Regions from separate parts of the Mus musculus genome. Here regions 1 and 3 are each linked to region 2. A link is a contact called in public Micro-C and promoter capture Hi-C data. All regions are on one chromosome and are shown on one strand. The core of a region is the stretch at or near the end of the contact, and the rest is flanking DNA. Distances in the headings are between cores, read along the strand shown. Region 1 holds the start of Cachd1 (cache domain containing 1). Region 2 holds the start of E130102H24Rik (RIKEN cDNA E130102H24 gene). Region 3 holds the start of C130073F10Rik (RIKEN cDNA C130073F10 gene).

Region 1 (4,284 bases), core at 1,698-4,197, 580 kb before region 2:
GGTGCACACTGACACTACCATCTAAACCTTTTTTAAAAATTATTTTTATTTGTTTATTTTATGTATATGAGTGCACTATAGCTGTCTTCAGACACAGCAGAAGAGGGCATCAGTTCCCATGACAGATAGTTGTGAGCCAGCATGTGGTTGCTGGGAATTGAACTCTGGACCTCTGGAAAAGCAGTCAGTGCTCTTAATTGCTAGGCCATCTCTCCAGCCCCAGCCTTTAACTATCGGCTTTCCCCCATTGGTTAGATGAGAATAGTCACATGTTCTTTCTTTCATATTAAGAACTTACTGAGCTAAGTGCCAGAACTCTGGTATACATGAGTCACCAACTCAGGAGCTTCCTTGTAGCTCACGCTGGTACTTCAGACCTGTGGAGATGAGAGAGTAGCATGCATATCCCATGATGCAACAACAGGTCCAAACACACAGGCTCTTTACCGCATTTTCCAGGATATACTATGTGCCTATGCAAATGGTGTAGAGGTGACAGGATTCTGCATTCACGAAGCCCACCCTAGTAAAACAAACATCATAAATAGCACAGGTAGTAGTAGATGATGGCCCTGCCAAGCTAGGGCTGTTACAGGTGCTGCCCAATGAAAACATGCTAAAAGGACAGAAACCATAGAAACGGGCAAAGAAAAAATTAGGGAAATGATCCCAGTGAGGTAAGATAGGCCCTCGGGATGCTTCTGAGAGAAGCTGCACAGGTGTGTATCCTGTGCTTGATGGAGATGGTAGAAGAGGGCAGAGGACAGAAGTCGGCCTTGGGTGTTGTCCTCAGTCACTCTCCACTTAAGGTTTTTTTTTGTGACAGGGTTTCTCACTGAGTCCAGAGCTCAGGTTGGCTAAGCTGGGTCCACACATCTCTGCTGTCCCTTCACCTACACCTTGTTACAGAGAAACACCATCATGCCTAGTATTTACTTGGGTGCTGGGATCAAAATTCATGTTCTCATGCTTGCACCTAGTAGGCATCTTATTAACTGAGTTCTTTCTTCAGCTCAGAAGCTCAGTTTTTATTACTAAGATTTTTTTTTTTTCTTTTTGAGACAGGGTTTCTCTGTATAGCCCTGGCTGTCATGGAACTCACTCTGTAGACCACCAGGTTGGCCTCACACTCAGAAATCTGCCTGTCTCTGCCTCCCAAGTGCTGAGATCAAAGGTTTGTGCCACCACTGCCTGGCTATGACTGAGTTCTTAAAAATCAAAGAGAGAAACTGGAAGGCGTTACTATCAAGTAAAGCAAAGAATAACTAGTTTTGTTTTCCTGCTCCGCCTCTGGTAGTTAACGTAGGCAAACCCTATAACCTGTTGTATTTGTTACTTTTCTATTGCCATGATAAGACATCATGACCAAGACGACTCATAAAATAAAATGTTTTATTTGGGGCTCATGGTTTCAGGGAGTTAGAATCCATGGCTATCATAGAGGGGATGTGGGGGGGGGGGCATGATGAAAGACAGGCATGTTTCTGGAGCAGTAGCTGAGAGTTCACGTGTCCAGACACAGTCCTGGGGCAGAGAGAGCTAACTGAGAATTTTTTTTTAAAGATTTGTTTATTTATTACACATAAGTACACTGTAGCTGTCTTCAGACACCCCAGAAGAGGGCATCAGATCTCATTATGGATGGTTGTGAGCCACCATGTGGTTGCTGGGATTTGAACTCTGAACCTTCGGAAGAACAGTCAGTGGTCTTAACCGCTAAGCCATCTCTCCAGAATGTTTTTTTTAAACCTCAAAGACCATCCCTAGTGGCACACTCCTCCAAAATGACCACACCTTCTAATTGTTCCCAAACAGCCCCAAATTGGGGACCAAGTACTCAAACATAAGAGTATGGTGGGGGGCATTCTCAGTTACCCCCTCCCCTCACATTTGCCTACCCATAGCTGTAGTTTCTAGGACTCTTGAAGCAGCACATTCATAGTCTATAGGAAAGTGAATGAATGCTTTATACAGGGACACTCGCCCTGCAGCACACACTTGTTTCTCTATGGTGGCTCTCAGAGAGCCTGATCCAGTACTCAGGAGCCATACCTGCCATGCTTATGAAAGCAGGAGGATGCTATGAGCTCAACTTCAGCTTTGTTTTCGTTTTTATTTTTTATTTGTTATTTTTGCCTGTAATGGAGTCAGATGGATTTATACACACAAACACAAAGAGAGAGGGCAGGAGGGAGGGAGGGAGGGAGGGAAGGAGGGAGGGAGGAGAGAGAGAGAGAGAGAGAGAGAGAGAGAGAGAGAGAGAGAGAGAGAGAAACATCCAGTGGAAGGTCAGAGCACAGGCCTGAAAGTAATACTTGTGCTTAAACTCTGGGTCAGTAGCTTATCCCTGGGTGACCTTCAGCTATTTGTTGCAACTCCCTAAGGCTCGGAGTTTGTTACCTGAAAATTCAGGATCAAGATACAACCTCTTAGCCTCGTCCTGGGATTAAAGGATAATGAGTCACACACACTGAATGTAGACCTCAGAGTATTGTGCTGGCCACATGATAGCTGGTTACAAACCAAGTCCGCTGTGCCCACGAGGGCGAGCTATTGTTACTAATAAAAAATGAGGAAAGGGAGTTAAAGCTCTAAAGACAGTTGCTCCCTTCCTAGGTCTGGGTCAGGCAGAAAGCCCGAGTTCTCGAACTTAAAAGGGACTTTGGGTGGTGGGTGGGTGGAACCTGTAACACTTGGGACCCGAGATCTCCTGCACGGGCCGAGTCAGGGGGTGGGGGCGGTCGCGTGGCCAGCTATGGGAAGGTCTCAAATGATCCCCTTCTCAGGCCAGAAGGGTCCTGTGCAAGCGAGGTCCCCCAGTATCCCGGGCCCCCAGCGTCCCAGGGCGTCGCCCCGTGCAAGGAGGGAGAGGAGGGGCGAGCGCGGGACTTTCCCCGCCTCCCTCCTCTTTCCATAAATCACCGCTGCAGCGGCAGCGGCGGAGCCGGGAAGTGTACGGAGCCGGAGCGCAGCGTGGTGGCACCAGACACCTCCCTTTTCCCCGCCGCTTTCTTTCCTTTCTCTTCTCTCACTTCGGTCTTTTAAACCTCCCTCTCCCTCCTCGCCGGGAGACCGCCCCGGTCGCCTCGCCGCGCCTACACTGGTGGCGCCGCCGCCGTCTCCGGGCTGCGCCGGGACTCGGGAAAGCGAAGGCGGCGCCGCTCCGCCGGTGCTCTCAGCCGCCCGCCCGGCCTGCGGGCGCCGCGGTCTTCGAGCCGCTGCCGCCGGGCGATGGTGGCCGCCCGCGCGCCCGCGCTGCAGCCGGGCGCCCCCTAAGTTTTCCAGCTACAGCCGCCGCGCCGTGGAGCCGAGAGCGCAGGAGACGAGGAAAGTTTGGCGGGCTGCGCCTCCCGCGGCCAGCGCCCGAATCCCGTCGGCGGGAGTGGCCGGAGGCGGCATGGCCCGCGAGCCGGAGGAAGAGGAGACCGTAAGGCCGGCCGCTGTGGTCCGCCGCTGTCCTCGCTGCCCTGGCTGGCCTGGGGCCCCGCGGCCGCCCCTTTGGCTGCTCTGCCTTGTGGCATGCTGGATCTTGGGCGCCGTGGCCGACGCCGACTTCTCCATCCTGGACGAGGCGCAAGTGCTGGCGAGCCAGATGCGGAGGCTGGCTGCCGAGGAGCTGGGGGTGGTCACCATGCAGGTAAGCGACCCCCTTCGCGCCGCCTCACTTGCAGCGCTCTCCCGCTGCGCAGAGCCCTGGGCCGCTGCACGGAGTGCCCAAGCGGGCTGTGGGACCTCTCGGTTCCTGCAGACTTCACCACATCCAGTGCTCTCTGTCCCGTGTACTCATTTGCCGCTGCCCTCTTCTGCAGAGCCTCTGCCCCGCACCCACTTTCCCCCTCTTCTCGGCCCCGGCTCCTTTCTTGTTGGCTGGGGATTCTCTGCTCTATCCGCGCTTCCTTCCCCAGTTTGCACTCTCTTCCTTCGCAGATTTGTTTTCACTCGTCACTCCTGCAAACTCCCCTTTCCTCTTTGTGTTCCCATCCCTAGGCAGCGGTCCCGCCCGGCTCGGGGCATTCTCCAAGGCTCCCCCACTCCACCCTCTTGAAACCTCCCAGCGTCCTGGAGACCAGGCGCACGAGTGGGCGAGGGAGCGAAGGTAGATTGTCCGCCTGGGCCGCAGGACTGTTGGGGTCCGGGCGGCCCAGCAACCGGGGCTCGCTCTCCCTGCCCTGCCGCTTTGGGGGAGGGGAGGGGCTGATCTGGCGGATCCCCCGCTCCAGTCCTTCTGGGGACTCTTTTTCTTTCCGCTCTTGCGGCCATTGGTCGCCTCTTGTCCGCTGTGTA
Region 2 (4,098 bases), core at 874-3,373:
GAAAGAGAGAGAGAGAGAGAGAGAGAGAGAGAGCACACCACACAGAGAACAACCAGGGTTAATTTCCAAGGAAAAGGGGAGAAACCTTGACACTGGAGCTTCTTTGTCTAGGACATTAGTCACCCTGTGAAAGTTACAATTATTGTTTACACTAAGCCTCTCAACTTTCAGAGAACAGCTGCCGCTGCATCCTAAGACTCACTCTTCTTCAAGTACCCCTTCCTAGCTTCTGTCTACCAGGCTGATCTACCAGGGTTGCAGATCATAATCCACGAGTCCCACTTTATACATACAAAGACCTGCTACTGTTTACATGCCAACACATATGAATAATAAACACCACACCTCAGTTATCATTCATGAGCCTCAGTATTCCAGACTACCTCGAGAAAAGCATTTACTAACACTATAGCTTTCTCTTCCCTTTCACGCTGGGTCACAGCTCACTTTGTTCCCCCAGCCGCTGATTTCAAAGTTGATCTCGTGAAGGAACTGGATTCCTAAGGTAGTTAGTTCTATTTTGAGCCTTCTTCCTGTTCTGAAGCTAAAGTTGGAAGGGCTTAGTGGTGATGTCATGGAAGGGAGAAGTGCCTTTTTTCAGAAGGGTCTCTTCTGGCAATTCCCAGGACACATAGGTGGTGAACGATCCCCCTCTCACCATCCCTCACCTCTCCTTCCCTCTGGAGTCCCAGTTAGTCACTAGCCAGGAAGAAAATCAACTCTAATAACAGGCAATCACACTTGCATATTTTATATTCCAAACATAATAAATGAAAAGACAGAGAAAAAAATTGCCTAGTTCTAGGAAAGGGGTGGGGGTGGCTATCTCTCCCCATCCACTCTCTCCAATATAAGGCCAGGAGGAGCAAAAGGCACTGCAGAAAACAGCTGTTAGGAAGAATTCAGGAGGCTCCGGGAGGAGAATGCTACGGGGGTTTTGGAAACCGGAACTTGAGGACACCCCCCCCCAAATCCTTTCTTCTTCCCTCCCTCTTGGAAGAGACTTGGGGCTGGGTGTGCCTTCTGCTTTGAGAAGCATTTGGCTCGGTAGAAAGGCAAGGGGCCAGGGTGCGGCCCACAGGGAATAAAAGCTTAGGCCTGGCTCTGGGCTAAGTTTAGTGGGAGATAGAGGAGACCGGAGAAGTGCAGGTCTGAGTGGAAGACCTACTGTGGAATTAAAAAAAAAAAAAACCCTCACTAGGGGCAGGGCGGGAGACACCTCTCTTTTTCAACTTAAACTCAACAGTTCATTGCCGGTGGGAAGAAGGGTGAAGAAAGAGACAAATTTTAACGTAAACTGTGAATTGCAACTTCTGGGGACTAGAGAGGGCTGACGTACCAACGCTATCAGCAGGTGAAAAGAAGCGCCTTTTACCAATTCTGGGGTGTCGAGGTCTGGCCAAGCTCTGGTGGGCAGGGCACTGTCTGGCTTCTTAGCTCACCTCGCCTCCAAAGCGGGAAGAAGCATAGGTGTGGTCTTTCTCCAGGAAGGTGGCAGCTGGCTTCGCGGGGCAAGGGAAAGGATTCCTCACCGGGAAGGCGGGGAGGAGCCCCGGGGTCAGCTGCGGCCAGGAGCCGGGGTCTTCGCCAAGTCCCCTCCCCCTCCTGAAAACCGACCTGGACTAGGATCGATTACAGCAACACCCTCTCGCCTTCCCAATAATTTCGCAAATAATAGTAATAAGCCCAGCCCCTCTGGCGCACGTTTAAAACAAACAAGCAAACAAACAAAAACCCAGAGCCCTGAGCGGTGGAAACAAACAGGTGAGTCCAGGGAGAAGCGGGAAAGAGTGGGGGATAAGAGGGGGGGCGTTCCCAAACGTAAGGGGAAACAGAGGTTCTCCCAACCTCTCTCCATTTTCCTTCCCCCTGCCCCCCAAGAGTCTGCGTGACAGGCTAGGTACCGCAAAGCCCACTCTGACAGCCTTCCCGCAGCCCGCGCCCCCGCCTGCCTACCCTAGGCTCCCGTGTCCAGGCTTCGGGGACCGCGCGGCGCTCGCCCGCACCCCGGCCCGCCACCGCCGCCGCGGGGACTCCGCTCTTCCTCTCTCCGCCTCCTCCTCGCAGACTCCTCCCGCCGGATCCGTCATGTAAACAACATCCCGGCTCTATTTCCAGCGGCCGCGGGACGGCGAGGGAACCGCGCCAGCGCCCAGCCACCGGGCGGGGGTGGGGGGAAAAGCGAGTGCGCCACAGCTCCGGGCCTGGCCCCGAGCTGCCGCCCCGCGCGGTCCGCCGCCTACCGGAGCTGGCGCCGAGCGCCCAAAGGCGTCCAACAGCAGCCTCCGCCCCCGCCGTCGTCTCCGGGCTCCGGGATACGGGGCCGGCCCGGGTGCGAGCGCCGTGCGCGCGCCGCACAGCCGCTCTCTGCGCCCCGCGGGCCGGCCAGGGCGCGCCGCCAGCCCGGGGCCGAGAGCGCAGCACCCGGAGCGCGCACACGGACGCCGCCCCCGCGGCCGCGCGCACCCCGCACCCACCTGCGCCCTCGGGGGTCCCGAGCCCCCCTTTCTTTGTTCATCCCGCTATTTGCATGAGGATTATCTAATGACGCAGCAAGGCTCGCCACAACGTGACCGTCGCCATTTTTCTGTTTTTATTCTAGCTTTGCCATGTGATAGATTGGGGAAGGGGGGGGGGGGGTGGAAAAGGGAGAGAGACAGGATTGAAGGAAAAAAAAAAAAAAAAAAAACTTCCGGGTCTCATGACCGGGAAGGGAGAAAAACAAAAGGGAGACGAGACACAACTCCAGGCGAAGGACGTGGTGCGTGTGCGCGCGTGCGCGCCGGTCTCTCCGTGCCCAGGAGCCGGAGGCTGGGGTGCTCCAAGCATCCTCCCATCATCAGGGTCCGCGGATCCTGGTTGTGCGGGCCTTGTGCTCCATCCTTCTGCTGGGTACCCGGCTGCCTGCCCTTGCCTGGCTCCAGTGGCTCAGTGGTCCATTCAAATAACAGAATCGGAAGACCGCTGCATTTTCTAAGTTGTAAAACAGTTCGCTCCGAGGACCCCCACATGGCGAGGGCAGGGGGAATCAGACCAGTTCAGATTTTCTTTCTGCTTCCTTTTCTCTTTTCCTAAAGCTGGACGCACAGCTTAGGGATGGTTTGTGGCGTTGCGGGCTTTTTGGTTTGGTTTGGTTTGGTTGGGCGAGGGCGTGCATCGTGGCTGGATTTATTGAGGTAGAAATTTAAATAAAAGGTTCAGTGCTAGGAAGGGTTGAGAAGACTGCTGCAGAGCTTTGGGCCGATTCGTGTTCTACCGTGTTAATTCACATTCACAGGACGTGATAGGTGCCCAGAGTTCACGGTTGCTGAAAGGATAAATGTCTGGAACTCTGCCAGGTCTCAGTGACAGAGTTTGGTGCTTTCGGTTACTTGTGTGTGTTCCTTCAAGAGCTTTCACTTTTGTTTCTCTTCTGCGTGCCTCTCGTATGATTGAAAGCAGAAGTGGACCTTAGCGTTGACTAGGGCGCTACCACTTACAGGTGAGAGACACAGGGTAGGTCTAAGCTAAATACCGTGTTAGACCCCAGTTTGTTTGGACCGAGAGACAGCTGAGGGGGTAAAGTAGAGCCTAGCACCGTGCAGCTGTAGTTCCGTTTTGTAACATTCCTGTGCCTAGAACTTAAAGATGGATAACTCAGAACTGCTAACCCCACAGGACTGCTGCGGGGGTTCATGACCTCTTCCGGCACCTTTCTTGAGTGTTGACTCAAATATGTGTGTGAACACAGCTTCTTTTCCTCTTCTTCTGGGGAGCATCCTTGTCATTGAACAAGGCAACATGTGTGCTGTGAAGTGTTTCTGTCCTGCTCACAGAGTTGAAAGCTCTCCTGTGTCTTCGTAATATTTATTTCATGGTGCCTTTCAACGTCGGGATTCGGGACAATGACTGGCTTTTCCGCTAGTGGGGACAAGCTTTGAGAACCACAGCTCTCTGTAGTCAACACTGTTTTCTTGCCATAAAAGCCAAGGGAGGCTTGAAGGAGACCTTTCCCACAATCCAATCCTGACCAGTCTAGGAAATTCCTTGCGTGTTTCCGGTAAAGGTTGGACAGAAGTCGTTTCATGGCTCTTACACCTTTTGCTGACCATTCTTGGC
Region 3 (3,888 bases), core at 157-2,656, 540 kb after region 2:
CTCAAGTTCATCTCAGCTACATATACATGCTAGGTGAGTCTGGGCTACTAGACACCCTGCTTCAAAACAGAAAACAAATCGACAAACAAATAATCCAGAAATGGACTGGAGAGATGGTTCTGGCAGGAGACCAGAAGTTTCGTTCCTAAGAACCACATGGTGACAGAAACCAACCACATTTCCAGCCCCAGGGGATCCATATTTCTTCTGATCTCCTAATGCAACAGGCACATATGCACACAACTAGACAATTGCAGGCAAAACACTCATACAGCTGAAATATCTAAATCGTTATAAAAATATTCTGGGCTAGAGAGATGACTCAGTGGTTATGAGATCTGACTGTTCTTCCTAAGGTCCTGAGTTCAACCACAGGGTGGCGGCTCACAACCATCCGAAATGAGATCTGACACCCTCTTGTGATAACATAATAAATAAATCTTTAGGCCAGAGCTAGCAGGGCTGGAGCGAGCTGGGCTGACTGAAGCAAGCAGGACCATCCGGATGGAGGGGGGCCGACCGGAGTGAGAGGGGCTGACCAGAGCAAGCAACCTTCATTCCCTGCAACCACATGATGGGTCACAACCATCAGTTCAGCTACAGTGTACCCATATATGTAAAATAAATAAATAAGTCTTAAAAAACCTTTTTCTTGAAACATCAGAAATATTAAATTGAATAGAACAACTACTAATGAGAGCGAGAGGGAGAGAGAGCGAGAGAGAGAGAGAGAGAGAGAGAGAGAGAGAGAGAGAGAAAGCAAGCAAGAGACAGACAGAGAGAATAGAGAGATTAGCTTAGGGAGCAATACCATAAATCAGAAGACTGAGGTGGGGCTTGGAGACAAGTTCTCATAACTCCGGCATTCCAGTGACAGAAGAAGTCATCTTTAACCATCTTGAGCTAAATGGCAAGATGTTGACAACAGAGCAAAACTCTATTTCCAGAAAACAAATCCACGAATTGACAAATGAAAAATGTTTGAGATGAAGGCAAAGAGATCCTTGGGGCCAAAATCACTTATTAGAGTTTTTTTTTTGTTTTTTTTTTTTTTGTTGTTTTTTTTTTTTTTTTTTTTTGGTTTTTCGAGACAGGGTTTCTCTGTATAGCCCTGGCTGTCCTGGACCTTCACGTTGTAGACCAGGCTGGCCTCGAACTCAGAAATCCACCTGCCTCTGCCTCCCGAGTGCTGGGATTAAAGGCGTGCGCCACCACGCCTTTAATCGGCACTTATTAGAGTCTTGTGTCATCTGTGCTAAAATGTCTCCAATGGGGAGGGGCTGGCCTGCTGGAGAACAGGTGTCATGCCTGATGCAGATGAGGGGCTTACCAGACACAGACGCTGGTGACAGGTCTCCTAGAGCAGTAGGGCGAGGAGGTAACTCCAAGATTCCTATGGTCTTCTCTGACTCTCTGAGCCTTTTATGCACCCTACCTTTCACACCTTCCCTTAGCAGCCAAATTGGCCAACCACAGGCTGCCACCTCACTGAATTGGTAGAGCTCCACCCCTCATTGAACTCAGGACAGAGTGAACCCAGACTAGGGAGAAAGACAAGAGCCCATTCCTGATTCCCCTGAACCAAGCTATTCAGAAGGCTGAAGCAACAGGGGGATACACTTAGGGTATGAGGTCATGGTGAGCCAGGTCTAAACTGAGAGTTCCACGTAAGCCAGCTCTAGGGCTGAGACACATAAAACAACAACTAAATTTTTCATAGCTAGAGAGCTTGGTCAACTTAATCAGACCCACCTGGCAGATAAGCGATCTTGAGTAACCACAAAACTTCAAAATGAAAAGTCGGGAGTGGTTACACATACCTGAAATCCTATCATTCCTGAGGCAAAAGGAGTGGATATCTAAGCGATGAGACCTGCCTGTTCTACACACTGATCTCTAGGCCAGCCAGAACTGTAGATTAAGACCTCGTCTGAAGAACACAAAACAAAACAAAGCAACAGGAAAAAGACAAACAGTAGTAGGTCATGGTGATTTACTTTTAATCCTAGCCCTCCAGAGGCAGACAGAGGCAGGTGGATCTCTATGAAGTCAAGGTCACACTATCTGGTCAAGATTTGGTCCTGAGAGCTCTTTAGGGTTGCTTTTTAATAATAAAAATTTTTACCTGTTTTAAGTTTGTTGCTTTGCGACCGGGTGTGGTGGCGCATGCCTTTAATCCCAGCACTCAGGAGGCAGAGGCAGGCAGATTTCTGAGTTCCAGGACAGCCTGGCCTACAAAGTGAGTTCCAGGATAGCCTGGGCTATACAGAGAAACCCTGTCTCGGAAAAACAAACAAACAAACAAACAAACAAACAAAAACCAAAAACAAAAAAAAAAAAAAAGTTTGTTGCTTTGCAATGGTAGCTGACCTGCACGTTTGAGTTCCTCTGAGGCCAGAAACTGCAAGTCTCTGGCTTTTATCACCTCATCTTAAACCAGCAGAGGATTGAGTAAAGGACTGGCTGGCAGTCTCTTTACAGTCTGCCATAGAAGCTTTTCTTCTAGCTTCTCAGGCTGGAGGGAAGTTTAGAGCAATAAACTTTTATTGAACCAGGAGAAGAGAGTCAAGCTGGAAGAAGGAAAAAGTTTTACACAAGCAAATACGCTTAAACTCCCATATATTCATGTACAAATTTACAAATGCATATTCTTTTTTAAAATGAAAACAACAATAGGTTACAGCCCAGGAAAAGGCTGGAAGATGCAGGCCTTTCTTCACAAAAAATAGATTTTTTCTCTTTTTAAAAAAAAAAAAACACCACCAAAGTAAACCTATTAGCTTCCATGAGCTGGTCACAACCTGGAGAGTTGGTACAGCTCCCTGGTGGCCTTGAGCAAAAAGCTTGAGCCATCCTGCAGACTCCAGTCTGAGCACTGAGTGGCTGTGAGCCTGCAGGTACTCAGGGTTAAGTGATCAGCTCCAAACCATGCAAGAAAACCCAGCAACACCCACAAAGCAAAAGGCAGCAGGGATAATAGTTCAAAAGGAAAGACAGACACCACTAGAGGTGGTAACCAGTGGCTATCTGAAGACAGTGTGCCCCTCACAGACCATTGGCCAGTGCTGGGGGAAGGCCTTGGGAAGCTCAACACATCTCTCAAGAAAGTCTTAGGTGATTCACTGCACCTGAGACAGGATAGAGATGTCCCTGATCCAGATCACAGTCTACAAAGTCCATTCATTCAGTTGTGATTTAAATGATATATACAGCCTGTGTAGCATCCAGGACAGTACCAAAGCTATGGCCTGTCCAGAGAGACACCAGCTGCCTGCTCTTCAAGAAGCAACAGCGTTTGCTGGGATACACAGGCCCCTCCAGATTCATCCCTTGGGTAGAGGCCTGAGACCCTGGGAGCAGCAACAGCAGAGGCACTGTGGGGCACATATGACCTGGCTGGGAGCCCCTGAGGTCTGATTCTTTGGCACTTGGGACAGCTAGTTGCAGAGACAGACAGGAACAACCCCTCAATTCCTTGAATGTCCAGGACCAGAATGGCAGTAGGTTATGCCTGTAGGTAAGTGCTGCCCTCAGCACGGGTGTATGGATGCTGGCAGACAAGTGGCTTCCCGGGCCAGTCCCTAGGAATCCTCTCCCAGGATCTCCTTCACAAAGGCAGCAATGTCCGTCTTCTTAGTTTTGTGCAAGGTGAAGAACGGGTATTTCATCAGCTCCAGGTAGCTCATGTGCTCCGCAGGGCTCTTTCTTAGGCACTGGCTAGTGAAGCCCACAAACGCAGGGGAGAACTGGGTCACTGGGAGCTGTGGGGATGGCTCCTCCACCACCTGCTTCAGCTGCTGGAATGGTGTGCCCCAAGGGAATCACAGAATGGCCATCTCAATCATGATAATGCTGAGGCTCCAGACATTAGACTTGACATTGTAGCCC

Evidence for each region. Promoter capture Hi-C pulls out the DNA fragments that hold promoters and counts their contacts. Hi-C and Micro-C count contacts between places; a contact is called where the count stands out from the background.
Region 1: a contact with region 2 is called in a Micro-C map of embryonic stem cells, with 2.5 times the contacts expected there. The contact joins the promoter of Cachd1 here to the promoter of E130102H24Rik in region 2. A contact is called at or near these places in 1 of 39 promoter capture datasets (stem cell-derived epiblast-like cells), 4 of 484 Hi-C or Micro-C datasets (embryonic stem cells and uterus) and 5 of 115 datasets of contacts at active chromatin or transcription factors (embryonic stem cells and neural tube).
Region 3: a contact with region 2 is called in a promoter capture Hi-C map of stem cell-derived epiblast-like cells, with 3 times the contacts expected there. The contact joins the promoter of C130073F10Rik here to the promoter of E130102H24Rik in region 2. A contact is called at or near these places in 3 of 39 promoter capture datasets (frontonasal cranial neural crest, second pharyngeal arch cranial neural crest and stem cell-derived epiblast-like cells) and 4 of 115 datasets of contacts at active chromatin or transcription factors (embryonic stem cells and stem cell-derived neural progenitor cells).

Annotation. Positions count from the first base shown.
Region 1 is chr4:100,773,732-100,778,015 of GRCm38.p6, forward strand. It overlaps Cachd1 (cache domain containing 1), which reads left to right and starts at 2,948. Exons shown (of 27, transcript NM_198037.1): 1 at 2,948-3,637. The coding sequence starts at 3,398.
Region 2 is chr4:101,354,125-101,358,222 of GRCm38.p6, forward strand. E130102H24Rik (RIKEN cDNA E130102H24 gene) reads right to left here and starts at 2,124. Exons shown (of 2, transcript NR_040708.1): 1 at 1,957-2,124. All of the region lies in intron 1 of 0610043K17Rik (RIKEN cDNA 0610043K17 gene), which reads left to right.
Region 3 is chr4:101,892,383-101,896,270 of GRCm38.p6, forward strand. C130073F10Rik (RIKEN cDNA C130073F10 gene) reads right to left here and starts at 1,407. Exons shown (of 3, transcript NM_001331179.1): 1 at 1,331-1,407. It also overlaps the pseudogene Gm12792.